Linked DNA regions of Mus musculus: region 1 is linked to region 2. A link is a contact called in public promoter capture Hi-C data. All regions are on one chromosome and are shown on one strand. The core of a region is the stretch at or near the end of the contact, and the rest is flanking DNA. Distances in the headings are between cores, read along the strand shown. Region 1 holds the start of Ahnak (AHNAK nucleoprotein (desmoyokin)). Region 2 holds the start of Slc22a8 (solute carrier family 22 (organic anion transporter), member 8).

Region 1 (6,426 bases), core at 27-2,526, 400 kb before region 2:
ACACCCTAAGCATGTTGCCTTTCCAACCCCACAGTAGGATCTTGCCCCCCGCCCTCTCCGCTGGCGCGCACTGCAAAAGTGAAGGGTTCCAAAGGAGAGCAGGGAAGTCCTTCACCTACGCCCTGCGCTCCGGCCCCCACCGCCTACACACGGCCTCTTTCCCCCTCCGCTTTGCCCCTCACCCCCACCCCCACCCCCGAATTCTGGTTTGAATTAGTCACCGGCTCCAACCACTACATTCCTCAGGCTGCTGGAATCCAGCCAGGCGCTGGGGCGGGGGCCATCCCGCCCGGACGAGTTTGGGAGTGGGGTGGGGTGGGGAGAAAGCACCGCCCCTAGAAGGAGCAAGGGAGGTTCTGGGGACTGTGTCGATTGCACAGCCCCCTCCCCGCCCACCCAGCGCAGGAATCTCCCTAATTATGTCCCCCACCCCCCCTCCCACTCCCACCCATCCCACAGGGAGGCACGCTGCAAACTTCCAGGCTCCGACGCCCTGGAGAAAGAAGGGAGTTTTCTGGATCTGGAAACACAGAGGGGCAAGACTAGGGCGGGGCAGTTGAAGGGGAGCTGTTAAAGTCGCCGCTAGGAGCCAGAAAGGGAGAGGCTGGTGGTACAGAGCAGGGTGGGGCCGAGGGGAATCCGGACGCGAAGTTCGAGATGGAGGTGTGGGGAGCCGCGAAAGACAGCAGAGGGGGCACGCGGTGCAGGGGCGCGGGAGGGGCGATGGGGCTCTTGGAAACTTCTCCAGTAAACATGGTATAGGAACCAAGTAGCGCTCTGAGCCGCCGCCCCAAAGAGATGGAATCGGTCAGGGACCACCAGATCAGGAACGCCCTGCACTGCAGTTGGAACGACAATACATCCGCGGGAAAAAACTAAAAGCGCAGCAAAGCACACTTCGAAGCGATTTTCTAACTTAGTTAAACTTGGCCCCAACTCCGGAGAAAGAGCTTTACTCCCGAAGCGTGACGCGTCGCCTGCCCCGGCGGCCGCAAGCGGCCAGGTTTGCTCCCAACAGTCGGAACCCTCGTAGTGACACTACCGCAAATGCACCTTGTCCGAGTCCCTCTCTCCCCTGGTCGCCCGAACCCTGGCCCCACACCTTACCGCCCAGCGCTCCGCTTCCCTACCTGCGGGCTCAGCCCCAGGACGCAGCCATAGCCGGCGAAGGGCCCGAGGTCGCAGTGCTGACTGCTGGCGACGGCGAGCCCCAGTCGGGGCGGGTCTGGCAGGGCGGACAGTGCAGTCCCCGCGGCAGAGCTGCTCCAAGTGGCCGGGCCCCCGTGCGCGGAGGCGGCTCTTGTAACTCGGGCGGGTCTGCCCGGAGCTGTGGGGAGAGGGCGGGGCCGGGCGGGGCCCGAATAGGGCAAGGACCCGAGAGCACGACTAACACTGAAGCCACCCTGGAATGGGCCGGTGAAGGGAGAAGGTTGAGGGGGCTCAGGGACGAGGAGGCGTCGCCTTTTCCCCTCCCCTATCCCATCTATTGCTCCTGTCCCGGCTCTGGATCTTCCCACCCCATTTTAAACAGTGTGTGTGTGTTCACCGGCAAGAAATTCCTGGAAGCACGCAGGGGCACAGATTCACAGTCGGAATCCAGAGTCAACCTAGTCTGCAGAAGAGCCAAGAAGCTCAGATGATTCAACCTCGACCTCCAGCCTCCACACAGACCTTTGAGCTTTCTCTCAAGCTCAGATACATTAATCCCAGGCCCCAGCCTCCTCTCCCAGTTCCCAGGCTTCTTGCAGCCTCGCCCCGTTCCTCGCCTTCAGGCTCTCTCCTCTTCTACAAAACACACTGACTCTAAGACTTAGATCCGACCCCTAGGAATGGAGTCACCTATGCACCACACCACGGTGCTGTTCTTCATTGCAGCGACACCAGTCAGGCCTGCAGCTGTTGGACGCACCATGGAACAACTCACTCTCTCCTGTAAACTCTGTCCCCCATGCCTTTTGGGTATTTTATTTGGGGGAGGGAGCACAGACTGTGTAGCCCGGCCATCACAGAACTGGCTAGAACTGACAGCCTTACAGATTCCCCTGCCTCTGCCACCCTGGGACTAAAGGCATGAACCACTATGCCCCAGTAAGCTTGAGGAACCCAAGATCCAGCACTTTCTTTGCATTCCCAGGCCTTCTGCGCCTCTCACAGCTCCTCCCCCATATTTCCATTTGCAAGTTGCTCCGCTCCCCAATTTACAGCCATTTCCCACAGCCACTTCTAACTCTATGTGGATTTTATTAAATGCTTAATGATGGGGTTGCAGAGATGTTCTGGCTGCATCCCCCCTCCGCACCTCCCTTTTTCTCCTTCCCTATTGAGTTCTACCCTCTCTGGCAGGTGGCTACCCAGCTGCCCACTCCAGTTTCCCTTCCTTCCCAAATGCCCCAAGAGGCCTCAAGCTGGAGAACTGAGACCTTGGCCTGAGGCAGGAGCACCTTCGCTCCAAGATCATGAGTGGGCTGGGGCTGAGACCAGCCCTGCCCTGTCCTCTGAAATGGCAAACATGTTTGCAGGCTAAAAATATCAGCCAAGTCTGCTGCCAGCCCTGGGGGCTGTGTCCAGGTCCAGTTACCACACAGGGTACAGGCGATGGGGGGAGGGAGACAACAGAAGGGAGTGACAGAGAACAGACACAGATGTAATGGACACACCAGGGTGGAGAGAAATGTAGGTAGAAATTCAGACAGGCATGGACATGTAAAGACAGGCAAAGCAGAGACTTGGCTACTAACATTCCTCTCTCTCTCTCTCTCTCTCTCTCTCTCTCTTTCTCTGCCCCTCCTCAAACCCACTAGACATCACAAACACACTGTCAATTGGCTTAACAGCCCCCCCCCTCCAAATCTACTCCCTTCCCAGCACACTCCCTACGGTGAACTCAGTAAGTTCCAGGCCACCCAGAGATACCAAGTGAGGATCAGGCCAAAACACATTTCAAAAAATAAAACTCAAGAGCCAGTCATGTTTTTTTTTTCCTTTTACTTAGTGTGCATGATCATGTGGAGGCCATGGGACTTGTGAGGGTCTCTTCTCTCTTTCCACTGGGATCAAAGAGGTCATGAGGTTTGGTGGCAACTACCTGAACAAGTCATCCCCTAGCCCACAGTCCTGATTTACTGAACCAGGGTCTTACAGTGTAACCCAGGCTGTTCTGGAATTCACGATATAGGTTTGGTTGTCCTCAAATGACAACAATTCTGCCTTAGCCTCTCAAATGCTGAGATTACAAGTCTTCACCATATCAAGACATTTTATTTCACGGGGCATGGTGGCGCACGCCTTTAATCTCAGAACTGGGGAGGCAGAGGCAGGCAGATTTCTGAGTTCAAGGCCAGCCTGGTCTACAGAGTGAGTTCCAGGACAGCCAGGACTATACAGAGAAACCATCTCGAAAAAAAAAAAAAAAAAAAGAGGACATTTTATTTTATTCATTTTAGATGGGTACTCATACACTTATTGAGCCAGAAATGGTGATACATACCTTTAATCTCAGCACTCAAGAGGCAATGATTGGCAAACTTTGAATTTGAGGCCAGCCTGGGCTACATAGTAAGACCCTGTCTACACATAAATAGCGTTTATTTCACCTCTTAAATATAGACCAAGAATAAAATGAAGTACTCTGCAATCCTACTAGCTAGGTAATCCCTGTTGACATTAAATCAATGCCTCCGTAATGGGTCAGGGCATTTGGTAGGTGTTTTGTATGAGTAATAGGAATTTCTCTTATGTGAAAAATGAACACTGTACAATTGAGCTTCATCCCGGTCCTTGAAATTTAAGCACTATAGAGAGGCAGAACCATAAAAAGCAAACTTCTGCCTAGTGTGGTTATCACTCTGAGGCTGTCTGACCGAGACACCTAGGAGTCAGGGTCATCTGTGACCTTGGCTACATAAGAGTTTAAAGTAAGCCTGGACTACATAATGCCTTGTCTCAAAAAAATGTAAATTTCTCCCTTTTTCTCTACCCACTCTCCCCCCAAAAGTCACCAGTTAATCAATTACCAACAGAGTAGGTGGCAGAGGCAAGAGGCTCTCTAAGTTTGAGGACAGCCTGGTCTACAGAGTGAGTCCGGGACAGCTGATGCTAACACAGAGAAACTTTGTGTGTGGGGTGTGGGAACTTTGTGCATGGGGTGGGGGATGGGGTCTTCATTTTATTTTTTGAAAGAACAAGTTTCCTGATGCATGTTCAAGTGGAAATTGATTTATTCCTAGGCTTTCAGGAAGGTGACTATGATGTGATGCAAGCCCAAAGACACAGGGTATCTGCAAGGTGCATTCCAGGCAGGAGTGTTAGAGGAAGGAGGCTGGCACAGGAGAGTAAGAAGGAAATGAAGAGATGCGGGCACCAGGCACCTCAACTTTGCCGCACTCTGCATCTCCAAGAGGGACAGCTTCCTGGGCTCTGAGCCAATTGTATCTGCCCCAGTGTTTGTTCTGGCCACCCTCTTGGTCAACAGGGAAGAAGGCAGGAGGACATGGCTGGCTTTTGGAGCTACAGAACAGGGATTTCTGTCCAGACGCTTCATTCAGGGTTAAGGATGTCAAGATTGCCTGGTCAGGGCATGGTCTGGGAACTGGCTCCTGTCCAAGTCTAGGCTAAGAGAACAGAGAAAGGATAACGTCCATCCTTAAAATCCTTGAAGATCATGATCGTGCAATTGGAACCAGACATGAAGTTTCCTAATCAGCCCAGAGGAAGGGGTTGTTTTCAAGTTTTCAGACAGGTGTGATGCTGGTTCCATGACTGCGAATCTAAGTGCTCAATGGAGTGAGGCAGGAGGATCACCAAGTTCCAGGCCAGCCTAGATTATATAGTTCTAAGCCAGCCTGTGCTACAAAGTGAGACCTTTGCTTCAGAGAATCACACATAACAATTTTTTCAGTGTTCTAAGTGGAAATTCTAGTCCATCCCCATCCCACGCCACCCCTCCTTATCTCACCCCTACCATGATGCCCACTGTATGTGATTCTGCAGCAGATTTTCACAGGTTAGCTCACTTAGTTCTCACATACCCTGAGAAGGAGGTCCTCGATAAGGAAACAGCCTCAGAGGGGTTGCTGATTTACCTTAAGTCACACAGCTGGCAAAGGAAAGATTCTCACTCACATCTACACTCCTTAAAGGGATTTCCCTCTGCATGTGCTCTAGGTGGGTGGGTGGGAGGCACTGGCAGGCATTCAGCAATCGCTCAAAACCAAGAGTTATTTATTGTAATGCTAGGGTTCAAAGCCAGGGTCTCATCCATGCTAGGCAAACACTCCACCACTAAGATAGATTCCCCAGCCCTCAGTGGCATGTTAATTTACTGAATGCTTTCTTAATATAACTGGATCCAAAAACCCTTGCTCCTTATACAAATGTCTTGCCTCTCTCGAGAGCCTTCTCTAGACTGTCAGCCCCTAGGGAACAATTCCTCTACTTACAGATCTTTGTTGCAGCTGCACAAACATTATTATCCATCCAACACTGGGCCCAAGGACTTGTCAGTAGGTAACAGGGAACTCAGCAGGATGGAATCCCTGCCCTTCAGGTACTTAGCCCAGAAGGAATGGCTCAGAACCCTTTACCTTGTCTTCTCAGTTCCTTGCCAGAAAATGTTCCTGTTCAGAAAATGCAAAGCTGTCTGTTTTCTGCTACCCCACACCCACTACCAGATGCAGGAGCAAGCGTCTCTCTCAAACGCACACACTTTAGAATGGCCTGGGTTCAGGTCAGCTGTAGGAGGGGCACTGCATCACCCTTCGGAGGTGCCCCACACCAGTCATCCCGATTCACAAAGCAAGCTACATGAGCTCCAGGACTCATCACTGGGATAACCCAGCTTCCAGGAATGACGCTCCTACCCTGGGGGGGATTCCCTGAAATGAAGGAGTCATGAGTATGTGTGTGATGAACCTTAGGCTCCTAGGTTGCCAAGCAACACGGTTATGTTTTGTTCCTATTATGCCTGTTTCCATAGTAACCACAAAGGGGAGCTCTGTGGATGGGCCGCCTGCCAGGGGATTCCCCTTCCCCTCCCTTCTTGCCACAGTCCCTTTTTCTGAAACCAGTACATTAAAGAAAAAAAAAAAAAAACCCAACAGCTTTTTAAGTGTGATCCTAGAAAGGAAGTCAAAGTGTGCTGTCTGCAATTTAGAAACATGCTCCTTCCCCTATTGAAGGTCCTTTTGGACAACACCCTTAAACACTGAAAAATGACTGGCAACCCTTCTGAGTTCCACACAGGGTTCTCCCAGTGCCCACTTCCACCCGCCAAGCCCCACCCAGCACTAGGAGACCCTGTTAAGCAGGCCCTTCTCCATTAACTCTAAGCTCTTCTATCCTATCCTCTTTCCCAGCCAACCAACATTTCCTAAGCAACTCTCAAACTCTGAACTCTTCCCTCTTAAGAAAAATACAAAACCAAAAACA
Region 2 (6,724 bases), core at 2,027-4,526:
ACCAGGTCCCACAGAGTCCAACTCCCTATTCTCTGTTGTCAAAACCCGCCATTCCATCGACCTGCTACCTCCATCCTGGAGCTACTCTACTGCTAGACTAAAACTCTCTACAGGCCAGTCTCTGTCCCACAAAGTGAGGCTCTTCACAAGGTCACCTGAACCTGCCACACTCTTTCTTAAAGATTACTGTATCCATGGCTCCTCGTCCCCTTCTAGAGAGGCCACATTTTTGCCTTAAAAATCACACCAGGCCCTCTTGTTGCCCTCTCCTGCCTCCATGTCTCTATTATTCAGTCTTTATGTGCTGGTGACTATGCGTTTAACATTCTAAGCTTCATATTCGGGGTGCACTGCCCACTCAGACTCACTTCCTACCTCTCTCTTCTCTTTTATATTCAAAGCAAGCAAAGCTGACTCCAATAAGTCCTCTAGGACCTCCTACCCCTGTGCTGGTTAGAAATCTCCTCGCTGGGTTTTGAGAATCTTAAGATTGTGGAACATTCATTTATTCCTTCCACAAAAATTTATTCCCCCTGCTTTGCAAGGTATTATTCCAGGTGCTGGGGACACAGCAGTGAATCCTGTTTCAGGAAGCGTGCAGATCCCTATGGAGTCCCCGTGTCTGCTCTGATGACAACCATCTGGAAAGCTCATGGCTTCTTTGCCTTTAAGGCCTCAGCATTCTGCACCATAACACCAATGTGCCTGATGTTTTGGATACACCATGATTGGCACAGAGGAGAAAAATAATGGCTGTATCAGGGAAGAGGTATGGTCTAGTAGACATGGATGTAACACATGGGCTCCTCAGAAGCACAGCTCTCATACTTAGATCTAAGCCCACTTACTCACAGTGTGACTTTGAGCAAGCTGGTAAGCTCCCTGGGTTTCAGTCTCCCCATCTGAAAGATGGAGTTTGAATACTAATTACTTTATAGCTGTCAAAAGGTTCAAAACTGTTACCATTTGCCAGACATTTAGAATAGTGTCTGCTCTATAATAAATGCTATATAGAGAACAAATATTTGTTAACTACATGGATAATTATATAGACAGTGTAGATGGTCTTGGATTCAAATCCTACCTCTGCCCACAGAAAAAAGTCAGGGTTAGCCTTTATTTCCTCATCTGTGAAATGGAGATAAAGGGACTGAACTCCTGGGATTTCAGGAAGCTGAGACTCATCGGGTGGCAACTGGTAGTGAAGCAGTGTTTGGATCCTGCACTTGTGGGGATAACAGGTTACCTCTTTATGAAGCCTTCCTGAAATCTTTTGGCTAAAGCTTCCCTTGAACTTTGTACTAAGGGGCATTTTGCTTTAAAATCCAGCTCTGAAACTGAGTGGCACTGAACAGTCACCTCTCTTCCTGGGGTCTGAGCACCTAACCCTCAACAGCAAGAAGACAGCCGTACACATCCATACACCGGAGAGCCCTGCAGAGCACTCAGCACTTGTCAGGCAGGCAGCTGACATTCAGCAAACACCACTTCCAGGTTCCTCATCTTCCTCCTGTCACAGTCTCCTGACTGGCCTGTCAGTTCATTGAAGGATTTGATTTAACTCTAGTTCCTGGAAATGATAGGTAGGAGAATCAGCCACTCCATAGGGTGACTGGGGAGTAAGGTCATACAGACACTTATGTGAGTGACTGACACCCTCTGGATCCACCCAGGAGCCTTCCAACCTTTGCAATGTGAAATCCCTCTGCTACCCAGCCTCCCTGCACCACCCCTCCCCCAGCCCCGCAAAGCTTTGCACAGGATGGAATGCTCCTCTTCTAGTCTAGTTAACCCCTTGCCTGCTGTTCTAATCTCAGCTCCAGGGATGCTTCTTTGAAGTGATTTCATCTCAAGCTACTCTTTTCTTGTCCCTATAACCAGTCCAAGGGTGGAAGATTGCAGCCCAAGGTCACTGCACAGCATGAGGTAACAAGTTATTCCACAAGGCTGTATAACACCCTACTAGGAGGAGAGACTGTACAGCTCAGCATCACTGGAGCTCAATACCACGCTATAGATTGTTGAAGGAATGCTTGGGCATGAACGAATCAAACCACTCAGTTCTTGTGCATTAGCACTGGGATCCTTCCTCTTTGCCCAGTTCCCATTCTTTCAATCCCAGGAAATCTAGGCCCCTGTGTTTTTTCTATCCACAAGTGCTGCACGGTATATGGAAGTACCTAAGGTGAGGTGGAAGGAGAGAGGGTGCCAGACATACCTCTGTCACAATGGTGTCTCTGGTGCTGTTGTAGATCCAGCCATCCAAGCATGGCTCGGTGGCCCCCTGGGTGTCATTGGGAAGACTGGCGTTTGGCAGATGCACGAAGCGGAGACACTTCTCAGGCTTCCCGTTTGGGCCCAAGGGGAGTACCCAGGGCTCTAGAGAGGCGTTGGGGGGCGGGCGACAGTGGTGGTCAGGGGTGGTGGCTGTGAAGATCTGTAGCAAGTTGTGGTTGGCTATTCCGAGGATTGGGAGGGCCAGCAAGGTCACATGCAGGTACTGGAAGGGGCCCATGCTTCCAACACGGTCCAGAATCTCGGAGAAGGTCATGGCACCAGGCAAGATGAACCAAAACTGTAGGCAAGGCATCAGGCCAAGAAGAGGTGTGTGTATGTGTGTGTGAATTGTATGTAGGCCTGTGGAGCATCATAGAATCACATGCATGAAGATGTACCTAGTTACATGTGTAAAGATTTGGGGTTCTGGTGTGTGGATGCATAAAGATGTACACAGTTGCAGAGAGGGATATGGGATACCAGTGTGGATGCAGTGCTATGTGCACATCTAAACTGCACTCTTGAAGGTCATGTGAATGCAGGCATGTGGCCCTGTGCTTATAGGTCGTAGATGTGTAGGCACAGGGCCACATAGTAGGGACCAAAGGTCCAGATTTGGATGTTGGTTGCCCAGGCGGGGTGTGGGTGAGGGTGAGAGAGAGGATAATACACATTTCCGATTGCTTCATGTGGGCTAAGAAGGATCTGCTCAAGCTCCAAGCCTCCTTGCTGTTCCCTGGGGTGAGTCCCCTGTGCTGGAGTATCAGAAGAATCCAAGTAGGTCCCTGAAGGCTTTAGGGGTTTGACCAATTACAGCGTTACAGTGAGGAAGCCTGGCTTTGGGGTGTTCTTGGGTGCTAGACTTGGGGGTCTTCAATCCCGTCTCACCTGGTGGTTGGAGCTGGATTCAGTTGGGCTGGAGCTGGATGCAGCAGTTGCCCGTGCTCTGTCCTAGGGTCCAGCAGCTGCTGTAGTAGGACAGCTCAGCTCTAACAAGCTGTTTGTGTCTCCCCTGGGGTGCCTTATATAAGGCATAAGCTGTTTCCTGGGCTAATGTTTGACTTTCTTTGGAAGATTAACATCCGGCAGGGGGAATGCTGTGCACCCACCAAGCCCAGCTCTCCTGAAAGGGCTGCCTCAGCCAAGGCTGTTGATAGGGTGGAGAGGGGGCTGGGGAGTGGAGTGTGGCTGAGCCTAGAGGCTGCTTGCTGGACAAAGGGCTTAGTGGCTCAGGGCATGTTTCCTAAGCGAGAATCTGGAAAAGGACTCAGGTCTGCGTGTCCAGAGTGCCTCTGAGCTGATGTTCAGAGGACCTGGAGTGGAGAACAACCAGCAAGAGAGGTGCTCCTGCACATGGGAGGCAGCATTCCTGCAATGGATCATCTTTCATACCCGGCTCCTGAGTAGATTCATGGAGAATGTTAGAACACACTCAGACAGAAAGGCCCAAGCACTGGTCCTTATGGTCTCAGAGGTACCGTGCCTTGGGCTCCTGGAAACACCAGGGCCATCCCTGTCTGAGTCTCAAACACAAGTGACCATCTCCCATCTACCTGTGGACTTATGCCACCGGCTGCTCTTTGGCTTCTCTCTGCAGTCCCAATGGCTTTGCTTATTTCTATGAGTACGGTTTAATTACCTAATAATGTGCATTTCTTGTATAAAACAGAAATTCTAACAAGCCAACACAAACTGAATTAAGTACATTCAGTTTCACCCAAGAGCCAGCTTGGGCAGGGAGTCTTGTGGTTTGTGGTTACTTTTCTCCTACAGACATGTCTAAGACAGGGTCTACCAGTCAGCTGGAAACTTGGTTGACACACTTATGGCAGGCCCTACTGATAGGACTGTCAGTTAGGAAACGGAGAAGTTAAGTAACTAGCTTAGGGTCCCCAGCAGGAAGTAGGTCAGGGGTGTGGCTTCAAGTCCATTTCTGCCCTTAAGCATCTAAACACACATACACAGACACACACAGACACACACACAGACACACACACACAGACACACACACACAGACACACACACACACAGACACACACACACACAGACACACACACACACAGACACACACACAGACACACACACACACACACACACACAGACACACACACACAGACACACACACACACAGACACACACACTCTCCCTCTCCCCTTCCTCCGCCTCTTCCTTCCTCCCTTCCTCTCCCCTCCCTCTCTTCTGCTTCTTCCCTCTCCTCTCCTCTTTGAGTGTTTGAGTCAGGATCTCGCTATATAGTTCAGCCTGGCCTTTAAGCCTCACAGCAGTCCTCAAGCTTTAGACTCCTCTCAGTTGCTAGGATCACCAGCATTCACTTGTGCTTCTGGTGTGAACCAGAGTTTTCTATGAAGTCTGCTTCTTTCTTAGCAAAGTTGCTTAACCTGCACTGCCTTTTAAGTCACAACTGGCTTGCTTTTAGCTGACTATTACCATTTCTGGGACCCCCCCCCCCGGAGATGCCCCATTCCACCTGCAATGCAGGGGAGGTGGGGTGGGGTGGGGTGGGCAGGATCAGAGATGGCCCACTTGGGGTTCTCTGTTTTGTCTGGTTGAGGTTTCCTGTCTCCTGGGCCCTTTTCTTAAAGGTGGCATCCAGCCTCCAAGTTAGGCCTGGGATCCTCCTGCTGAAGTGCCTGCCAGCTCTTCCCTCTACCACAAAGCAAGGTCAGATGACAAACCCTGTTCCAGCCCCTCCTCTTCGCTTACCACCTGGACTCAGCAATTATTGATGTTCTCCGAGTGACCTGAGGCAGGGTGAAATCTGGAGTCATCAAAGGAAGATTAAATTATACTCCAAGGCCGCCAAAGGGTTGTTTTAGGAAGGTTTTGACTGGGAGGCTTGCAGCAAGCTGGGCTGCTGCAGCTAACCCCCTGTTCTGGGTGTTCACCCTCACAGAGATGTTCTTTTCTAGTTCCTAATTGGCCTGGGCTGTCCGTCTGTTCCTGTCCCAGTGGGATGTTGTTTAAAGGCGCCTGGTGATTTCCCTGAGGCTTCTGGGGTTGAGCCAGAGTATACATAGCCCAACAGCTCAGTGAGGGGCCGCTGTATCCGGGCAGCGCCCCCGGCCCCCAGCGGATGTGCATGGGTTCCTGATCCCTGGATCAAGGCTATTGAAGGTTGTCGCATGATGGACTTGTATGACCTTCAGTAAAATCACCTTTCCCTGGGCCTCTTCTCTTCATTAGTTAAAGTGGCTTTGAAAAAAAAAAAAAAAAAAAAAAGCAAAGCACCAGAAACCTCTTATTTAATAGTATATTGAGTACACAACATCTCTACATCAAGTATATAATAGAGTTGGTGCTCCAGCTAAAGCGGGAGAGAGAGATGGTAGCCAAAAGGAGCTCCTCCATCACCTTTTTTACTCACGCTTGTTCTTGTTGTCTTCTGTCCCGGGATGCCTCTGCTGTGATCCTAAATTTAATGTGTTCAAATTGACTTTTTTTTTTTTAAAGAAATTATGTACTTAAGAAATCTTACACATTCAATGTATTTTTAATTTGGGACATGGAAATAGGTTTTCTTCCTTTCTTTTTCTTCTTTTTTTCTCATTTCTGTCTAAATTCGTTCAGTCTCCTTTAAGCTGAAGCTGAGCTCAGGTTCCTCTGTTGCCTGTCAGGTCTCATCAGGGGTGTGTGACTTGTCTGTCGTCCTCATCTCATCTGGGGGGGTGGGGGGGGGATTGAGGATCAACACAAAGGAACACTGGCTGGATCTCCAGCCTCATTGTCACCTTTCTAAATCTAAATTCCCTGAGGCAGGGGAACTCCCGAAAAGGGAATCTGAACAAGGAGAAGTAGGGATCCCACCAGCTGTCTGTGGTCAGATGTGTGACCATACAGGGGATGCAAATGCTAAGTCTCTGCCGTAAACCTCTGAGTGGGTACAGATCAGGTAGGCCGCAGCTATGGGCAGCCAGCCTGGCAAAATAACCATGAGAGTGAGAGACTCAGATGCTGAACTAAGTAAACTTGGATTCACTTAGTTCTCTCTCCAGCCATGTTCTCATGAGCTTGTATGTATATCTGAGTTCCCATGCTATGGCTGTCCTTACCTCCCATGTGCTTCTCTGAGTGGACAGCATTTCAGAAATCATTACAGCACAGGGAGGTCAATGTCTAAGATGACCAGACTGCAGGACTAGATCGAAATGGGCTGTCTAGAGGAGGTGGCAGCATCACCAGGCTTTGATGACTGGATAGAGTGAGTTCAGTAGGTAGAGTTGGCTGGGGAGAGTAGTTGAGCATAGGGTGGTTGTGGGTAACAAGAGGAGAAACGAACGAATTCGTTTGGGTAGAACCTCTGTTTCTATCTAATGTGGTGGCCTTGGCCTCAGGGCCAGGATGTCTCTGTGACAGTCTCAGAGGATCTGGTGAGCCCCTAGGCTTTTCTGTCCTGGAGGAGTGGAAGTCAGAGAGTGTCAGAAGCCTG

The links. Promoter capture Hi-C pulls out the DNA fragments that hold promoters and counts their contacts.
Region 1: a contact with region 2 is called in a promoter capture Hi-C map of embryonic stem cells, with 2.2 times the contacts expected there. A contact is called at or near these places in 2 of 39 promoter capture datasets (embryonic stem cells and hippocampal neurons), 1 of 484 Hi-C or Micro-C datasets (double positive thymocytes) and 1 of 130 datasets of targeted methods (extraembryonic endoderm stem cells).

Annotation. Positions count from the first base shown.
Region 1 is chr19:8,984,134-8,990,559 of GRCm38.p6, reverse strand. Ahnak (AHNAK nucleoprotein (desmoyokin)) reads right to left here and starts at 1,276. Exons shown (of 5, transcript NM_009643.2): 1 at 1,131-1,276.
Region 2 is chr19:8,589,734-8,596,457 of GRCm38.p6, reverse strand. It overlaps Slc22a8 (solute carrier family 22 (organic anion transporter), member 8), which reads right to left and starts at 3,276. Exons shown (of 11, transcript NM_001164635.1): 1 at 3,166-3,276; 2 at 2,219-2,575. The coding sequence starts at 2,551.